Regions from separate parts of the Oryctolagus cuniculus genome. Here region 2 is linked to region 1. A link is a contact called in public Hi-C data. All regions are on one chromosome and are shown on one strand. Each heading gives the region's core, a stretch centred on a gene start, on an enhancer-like site or on the middle of the called end of the contact. The rest is flanking DNA. Distances are from core to core; before and after follow the strand shown. Region 1 overlaps ARMC2 (armadillo repeat containing 2). Region 2 holds the start of FOXO3 (forkhead box O3).

Region 1 (3,938 bases), core at 1,034-3,533:
AAATGAAACACCAACAGCTGAAAATGCAGTGCGACATGATGGGCAGCCTAGAGGAAGCCAAATAAGAAGGAGCAAAAGTACTGTGAAAACGACTAGGAAGACTGGGGTAGCCGCGGAAACTGAAAACTCGCCTTCCTGAGGGAGCCAGTCCCCTCCTCCTCCCCGGCCTCTCCTGGCACTGCCTCACTTCTGACTGAGTGCCAGGCTCTCTTCTACATGATCTGCGTGCATTAACTCACTCAGCGGTCACAGCAATCCGTGGAGAATGGAAGAGATCAGAACAAAAAGAATGAGCAAAGTCTCTAGATGTGCTAGAAGACAACTTTCTGGAATAAAGGCTGACATGGACATATTGTATCTCCCCCTACATAGTATGGAATAATCCACACTAAGACATTTCCCACAGTGCTCAGCACTGGAGCACCCCCTAGTCCATAGTTGATAATTATTGACCGGATGGGTACATGGAGTGAAGTAACCTGTGACCATTCAGGCCGAACCAGCAAGGCACATCAAAGGAGGCAAAGGCAGGCTGGCCTCTGGCCTCACTCCGGCATCGCTCGCTGACAACACAGCGGAGCCACCTCTGTGAAATCCTAAGCGTAAGAAGAGATGATCCAAGAATCTCATCACCAGTGTCCTTCAGTAGAATAAGCACTTTCCAACAGACACTTTCAAACGTGGGTGGTCTGCTCACACACTTTCTAGGAAACCTTAGCAGCAGGACGAGTCAAAATTCAAAACCAGAACTGAAGCGCTCAGTGAAAGCACGCCTGGTGAGTATGGCCTTCGTCTTCTGGCTGAACTAAAAGCAGACAACTCTGACATGGTGGTTGTGGAACAGAAACCTTGACAGCGTAGGAGCAGTATAAATAACCCAAACTGGTGCTTGGGAGGAAGTGTGAGGACCGGTTTCTTCGCTTTCATAATGGAAAATAGATTTTTATCAGCAGCTACAGCCTAAAATTGAAATACGCAGTTTAAAAAAGAATGGTTTCAGCCTCCTAATGTTTCTCATTTTTTTTTTCCTCAACTTTAGAGAAATCTTTTAGCATCCTCTCTCTCTCTCTCGGGAAGACCCGCTCACCTGAAGTTCTGCAGCTCCTTCAGTCTCACCTCCGTTTCTGTTTCTCTCTTAAACTCAAGCAAATGTACACTGAATGATGCTTCACGATTAGTAACGAGGGTGATAGAGTATCACGTACATGGATCCACTTGCCTGCCCTCCCTCCCAGCCTTCTGTGTTTTTTAAAATTCTCCTTTTATCTGAATATATTCAAAAACATGTCTGAAATTATGTTTACCGCATATTAATGATGTTGATTTCTGGGTGGTGGGATGCTGGATGATTTTCTTAACCTCTTATTTGTACTTTCTTATATTGCCTAGCCTTGGAAATAATAATAAATATGTCATTTTTTCAAAAGCAGTGAAGTCGTTATTCTTTTTAAGGATGATGTGACTGAGAAACTTTCCATTTAGACAAAACAAGCTTTGGCGAGAATAATTTTGTAGAGGTCACCTTTACTTTATGGTAGTGTCCATTGGATTAGCATCCCTGGGTAGGCAAAGCTAGCTCTGTGTTGGAGGGTTTGAGAGATTAAAAGGACTCCTCCCTGTGAGATGCTTATGAATGTGTCAGGGCGTGCTGCTCAGGTGGTCCCCAGCCCAGCAGCGTTGCCATCTTCTGGGAGCTTGTCAGCAATGCTGGGTCTCAGGGCCAGCGCTGGAGTGCAGCAAGTTAAGCCACCCTTGGGACAAGGGCATCCTGGACAACCTGTATCTGCTCCACTTCCTATCCAGTTTCCTGCTAATGCACTCAGGAATGGAAGGGTAGATGGCCCAGGTCCTTGGGCCCCTGCCACTCCTGTAGGAGACCTGGACAGGGTTCTGGGCTCCTGGCTTTGGCCTGGAGCAGCCCCGGCCATTGCAGCCATTTGCAGAATGAAACTGCAAATAAGGGATTCATATTCTCCCTTCTCTCTCTCTCTCTCTCTCTCTCTCTCTCTCCCTCTCCCTCTCCCTCTCCCTCTCCCTCTCTCTCTCCCCTCCTCTGCCCTCCCCTCCCCTCCCCTCCGCTTCCTCCTTCCCTTTCTCTCTCTGCCTTTCAAGTAAAGTTAAAAAAAAAAAAAATCGAAAGAAAACAATGCCGCCTCCTGGGGCCCAGACCTGCTGAATTAGAATCTGCGTTTGTGTAAGTGTCCTGGTGATCGGAAAGCCTCTGAAAGCTTTGGAAGCACTGCTCGGTGGCGCACCCCAGTGCTGGAGGCTGGAGAGGAAACAGAGGAAAAGAGTTCAGCAATCAGAGAGAGCGCCCAACTCCGGCTTGAAGATCAGGGATTTCCGGGAGTGGGTGGGGTTTGCGGTGGCGCTCAAAAGCTGAGTTTCCTTAGGGACCGAGCCTTGTTCTCCCCGCCCCCCAGTAGGGGAGGTGGGATTTGAGGTGGTCCTGGTGGCAGGGCTACCCTGAGGCCATGAGCCTAGAGCCGAGCAGTGTGCCTGCTTGTGACGGCTGCCCTGCCGCAAGTGCCACACAGGCTGGAGAGTCTGCCCCCAGCAATGTGAAGGACCCCTGGGGGGGGCGGGGAGCGCCTGGGGCGGAGGAGACCCCTGGGAAGCAGCGGGGGAGGGGGGCATTCATGGGGTGGGGGAGTGGGGAGTGGTTGTGCTGCGGAGCCGGGTGCTGCGGCTGTGGGTGTGAGCGAGGGGGAGGGGGGAGTCGCAGGCCCGCGCGGCACTGGCGGCACTGGCACATCGTGTGTGCATGTGTGCGGTGCCTGCGACTATGGAGCTTTGAATGAATGTTAAGGGAGGCCTGAAGCTGGGCTTTCGCTCTGCGCCGAGGGAATTCACGGTTAACTCATTCAAGCTAACCTGGTTAGCTACAGAGCAGTCTCGAAATCAAGCTTAGAGAGAGAACGTAAGTAATAACCAGTTAGTGATATTGAAAAAGATTAAAGTGTGTGTGTGTGTGTGTGTGTGTGTGTGTGTGTTTAAATCCTGGGCTGTAACCCAACACGACCAGGATCTTGGAGAACTTTCTGAAAATTTTTCCTTGTAGATATCACTCTAAAAGTATGTCCTTTAATTTCATTGTGTCTATGTGTAACTCTTCAAGTAAAATTCTGTTTTTTCAATGTGTATTTTTATTTGAAAGGCAGAGTGACAGACTGGGAGAAACAAGGAGAGAGAGAGAGATCTTCCATCCAACTGGTTTACTCCCCAAATGGCCACAGCCGCCAGGACTGAGCCAGACTGAAATTGGGAACCCAAACTCCATCCAGGCCTCCCACGCGTGTGCAGGGGCCCACACACTTGGGCCACCTTCTGCTGCCTTTTCGGGTGCATTCTCAGGGAGCTGGATTGGAAGTGGAGCTGCTGGGATTTGAACTGGTGCTCTGATAGGAGACGCCAGCTTCAAAGGCAGTGGCTTAATCCTCTGCCCCACGACTCAGACCCTAGACTAGCATTCTGTTTTTAAGGTGAGTATTTGAGAAACAGTGGTAGGGCCAGTATTGTGACACAGCAGGTGTAGCCATTGCCTCCCAGATTAGAGCACTGGTTGCAATCCCGGCTTCTCCGCTTCCCATCCAGCTCCCTGCTAACGCGCCTGAGAAAGCAGTGGAAGACGGCCCAAGTACTTGGGCCCCTGCACCCACGTGGGAGACCTGGATGGAGTTCTGGACTCCTAAGTTCTTCCTGGACCAGCCCAGGTTATTTGTGGCCATTTGGAGAGTGAACCAGCCCATAGACGATCTCCTAGTCTTTCTTCTCCCCCTCCCCCCATCTGTCTATAATTCTGCCTTTCAAATAAATAAATGAGTCTTTTAAAAAAGTGATCATCTGTCTGGAAATGTTCTATCTGGTGCCGTGGGCCAGGATGACAAGGAAGCCACCGTCTCCCCAGCGCTCCACCTATCCCGGCGCTGGCATGCTCA
Region 2 (3,938 bases), core at 1,021-3,520, 310 kb before region 1:
GACAGCTGTGATCTCGCACCACTGTCCACACTGTAAACCGAATACAAACTCGGGATCTCAGCGGGGCAGGCCCACAGAGAGGATCCTCCGGCTGAGGCGCAATCCCATGAAGCAGATCTCTTCCCCCCCTTGTCCCCCCAGACTTCGCAGGGACACCCAAAGTAGCAGAAACGCGTTTGAGAGGGCGAGCGTGCGTGCGTGAACACAGCTCCAGAACCTGCAGCTGCGGGGTCCGCCCAGCGCCGCCTCCCAGCCCCGCAACGGCGGGCGGCTTTGTTCCCAGAGTGTGGAATGCGGGGGAGCCAAGCACGGGAAGAATGAAGGCGGCGTTCCGAGGCGGGAACCCGTCATCTCGGCGGCCGCTCCGGCAGCGCGCGAAACTCGGCAATCGGGCTCCAGGGCCGGGGCCGCTGGCAACACGCACGGAGACAGCTTCGCCGTCCGGCTTAGCAGCGCCCGCAGAGGCCGCGGCGCGGGTGCCGCCGCGTCCCCCAGCTAGCGCGGGCGGCCCCACGCGCCCTACGCGCCCTACGCGCGGCAGCCCGGCCAGCACCACATTCCATTTAAAAATAACACCCACGTGCGCTGGTAAACAAGCGCGCGCCCGGGCGAACTGCGGCCGCGCGCGCCCGGCCTGCCCTCGCACGTGTCGCCCAGCTCCGCCCGCGCGGCTCCGCCGCCGCTCAGGCTCCGCCCCCTCGGCGCGCCGGGCCCGAGCTCGTCGGCTCCCGGGCCTTAGCGCCGGCCGCGCGCGGCGGAGCGCTCGTCCAAGTTTGCTCCCGCGACGTCTCCTCAGGGCGGCGGGACCCACCGCGCGGATCCGCTCCCTTGGCCCTTCAGCTTGGCGCTCCCACGTGCCCCCTTCCCTCTTTAACGCTGCCATTGCGTCGTGCGCAGCAGTGGCTTCGGGGGGCCACCCTCTCTTTATCTCCGCACTTCTTAGAATTTTTACTCGATTGTTTATTATTTGCCGGGGGCGGGGGCAGGACGGATGGCGAGCCGAGAGGGGCGTCGGGGGGCCTGGAGACTGGCCCCCGCGGCCACTCAGCGCGCGGCGTGCCTTGACGAGTCAGCGGCGCAGCGAATGGCGACGCGGCGCAGCGCTCCGGGGTCACGCGCGTGTGGAGACGATGACATCATCTGTTTGTACGCGTCGAACTAGCTTGGCGCAGGGGCGGGGCCGCGCGTCACTTGAGTGACGGGCGCTGCGCAAAGCCCGGAGCCCGGAGCCGGCGGGGTGGGCGGACTCCGGCGGAACCCGGGCTGGACGTTCCCGTGCACCGGCTGGTGTGGCGGAGGCCGCAGCCACACAGCGAAACGCGGGCGCTCCGGCGACTGCAATTTTCCCAGCAAGCTATTTGTGAACCGAAGCGGACAGGCGTTTGGCGTGCATGTGGCGTGTTGTGCATTCTTAGGGCATAAACGAGCGATTTGGGGCAGGCATCACGGGATGAGGACTTGTGGAGGTATTCTGTTACGCCTAAAGCCAAAATAGACGTCAGAAGTGCGCAACTGGAAGTTTTGCCGTGAAATCAGAATAAAATTGCTCCCCCTTCTCGGTTGTTCGGAGGCTTCTCTTTCGTCGAGAACCGGGGGATAATTTGATTTTCTTCCTCAGTTAAAGCACCCCCCCCCCCCGTCTGCTATGAAATCCACGAAAAAGGGAGACGATTGTAGTTCAGCGTCCACACGGGGGGGGACCCAGGGCAAACCCTGGGAGCCTGATCGAATCGGACGCATCTATCAAAGTGTCGCAGACAGCAACGTCCACGCCGAGGCGACCCCGGCCCTCCGCGGTCAGCACCTTCTCTCGGATGTTACCTGGCGTCCGGTTCTAACGCTGCGGGATCCGACACCAGAGCCCGGCGGGAGGACGCGCGCGCAGGCCAGGGACCCCGCCACCCCACTCCCCACGGTGGCCGGGACTTCGCCCGGTTCTGCGGGGCGTCCGTGGCTCCGCGCGCCTTCCCCTCTCCCGCCTCAGGCGAGCCAACGCCGCGCTTTGTTGTCGCGGCGCCCGGCAGGGCCAGCGGCGGAAGCCCTCGGCTCCCCGGCCCGCGGAGCACGCGCGCGCACGCCCCGGCGCCCACGCGCAGGCGCGCGCGATCCCTCTCACACACACCCCCACACACGCGCGCGCGCGCGCGCACACGCCGGAGCGCCCGCGGCCCCCGCCCCGGCCCTCCCCCTGGGCGGGGACCCGTCCGCCCGCCCGCCGTCAGCCTAGGTTGAGGCTCCCTGCGTGTGTCTATAACTTTGTGCTGCTGCCGCGGCCGCCCTGCTCGTGGAAGGGAGGAGGAGGAATGTGGAAGGCGGCGGCGGCGGCTGCGGCGCGCAGGCTGACAGGCGGTTCCTCGGGCGGGCTGCGGCGGCGGCCCGAGCGCCTCTCCTTCGCCCGGGTGGCGCGCCCCCTCCTCGCCGTGCCCCGGGCCCGCGCGGGATTGTGCGTCCTCCCGCCTCGTCCCTGAAGGGAAGGAACCGAGGTAGGCGCCGGAGCTGTGCAGCGGGGCGGCCGCCTTCCCGGTGACTCCGGATCTGCTTCCGAGCGGGGCCAGGCGCTTCCCGTTTTCCCCTCGGTGTGCGCGCCCCCCTTCGCTCCCGCTAGTGTTTTTTAAAGGACTTGAGGGAAGGGGGGAAACTGTCAAGATGGCAGCAGCGGGAGCAAGGAGGTGATGAACGCGCTGGCCCGAGCTTTCTGGCCGCCCGGGAGACTTGGCGCTTCCCGACCTGTTGGAAGATTTACGCTGCGCCTCGCCCCCTCCCTGCGTCCCCGACCCGGGCAGCGGGCGGAGGGCACGGCGTCCCCCGGGAGAATAAACCACCCGAACCCCGAAGTGGCCGTTCCCGCCTGGCTGGACCCCCGGAGAGCACCCGCGGGTGTTGCCTGTCCCCCTTCTTTCCGTTTTTTTTTTTTTTTTACCCCCTATCTTGGAAGTGGCAAGGCCCGCCTGCGCCCAGACCCCGGCTCCCCCAGTCGCCCTCCCGGCCCCAGGGCGAAGAAGGGAGTAGGGGCTCGGGCCACGGGGCCGGGCGGGCGGCGGCAGGGAGTCGCGGAGGCGGCAGGGCAGGGGAACGGGAGCGGAGCGCGGAAGACGCCACAGACTTTGGCGGCGCCGCCGCCGCGGGAGGCACTTGAGCGGGGCCGGAGCGAAACATAAACAAACGCACGCCCGCTCCGGCTCCGACCGCGGCTCGGCTGCGCCAGCTCCGGCCGCGGCCCGCTTTAAAGGCGCGGCGCGCCCCTCCCCCGGCCCGGCCCCCGCCCCTCCCCCGCCCCGCCACCTAGCCCGGGAGAGACCCGCAGATCGGGCGGCGGCGGGGGAGGGGGCTGCCCCGTGCGCGGCCGGCCATTCGCTCGCGTCTCCCCAGCGGCCTGGCCAGGGGGCGGCGTCTGCTGCGCCAGGTTCGCGGGACGCACGTCTCCAGGTCTGCCTGTTCCCGGGTGGCGGGTGCGGCGGCGGCGGCGGGCTCCCGCCCGGGATAACCAACTCCCCCTCTGTCTCCTCTCGTGCTTCCTCAGGCGGCGGCGGCGGCGGCGCCCCGGCCCTCCCCCGCCGCACCCCGCCCCGGCGCGAGAGGAGAGCGCGAGAGCCCGAGCCGCGGGCGGGCGGGCGGGCGCCGAAGATGGCAGAGGCGCCGGCCTCCCCGGCCCCGCTCTCTCCGCTCGAAGTGGAGCTGGACCCGGAGTTCGAGCCCCAGAGCCGACCGCGTTCCTGCACTTGGCCCCTGCAGAGGCCGGAGCTCCAGGCGAGCCCGGCCAAGCCCTCGGGGGAGACGGCCGCCGACTCCATGATCCCCGAGGAGGACGACGATGAAGACGACGAGGACGGCGGCGGCCGGGCTGGCTCGGCCATGGCGATCGGCGGCGGCGGCGGCGGCGGGAGCGGCGCGCTGGGCTCCGGGCTGCTCCTGGAGGATTCGGCCCGCCTGCTGGCTGC

What was found. A called contact is a pair of places that touch in the nucleus more often than the background predicts.
Region 2: a Hi-C map of psoas muscle shows a contact between it and region 1, with 3 times the contacts expected there. The contact joins the promoter of FOXO3 here to the enhancer-like site in region 1. A contact is called at or near these places in 2 of 6 Hi-C or Micro-C datasets (psoas muscle and an unstated tissue).

What each region holds. Positions count from the first base shown.
Region 1 is chr5:62,530,511-62,534,448 of mOryCun1.1, reverse strand. The region is part of intron 5 of ARMC2 (armadillo repeat containing 2); the gene reads left to right. Among named protein-coding and RNA genes, the nearest start is that of ARMC2, 38 kb to the left of the region's middle. Within about 2 kb of position 2,283, at least 5 of the 8 cell types and tissues checked have an H3K27ac peak or open chromatin away from gene starts, as enhancers often do.
Region 2 is chr5:62,845,183-62,849,120 of mOryCun1.1, reverse strand. It overlaps FOXO3 (forkhead box O3), which reads left to right and starts at 2,270. Exons shown (of 4, transcript XM_051854457.2): 1 at 2,270-2,483; 2 at 3,521-3,938. The coding sequence starts at 3,625.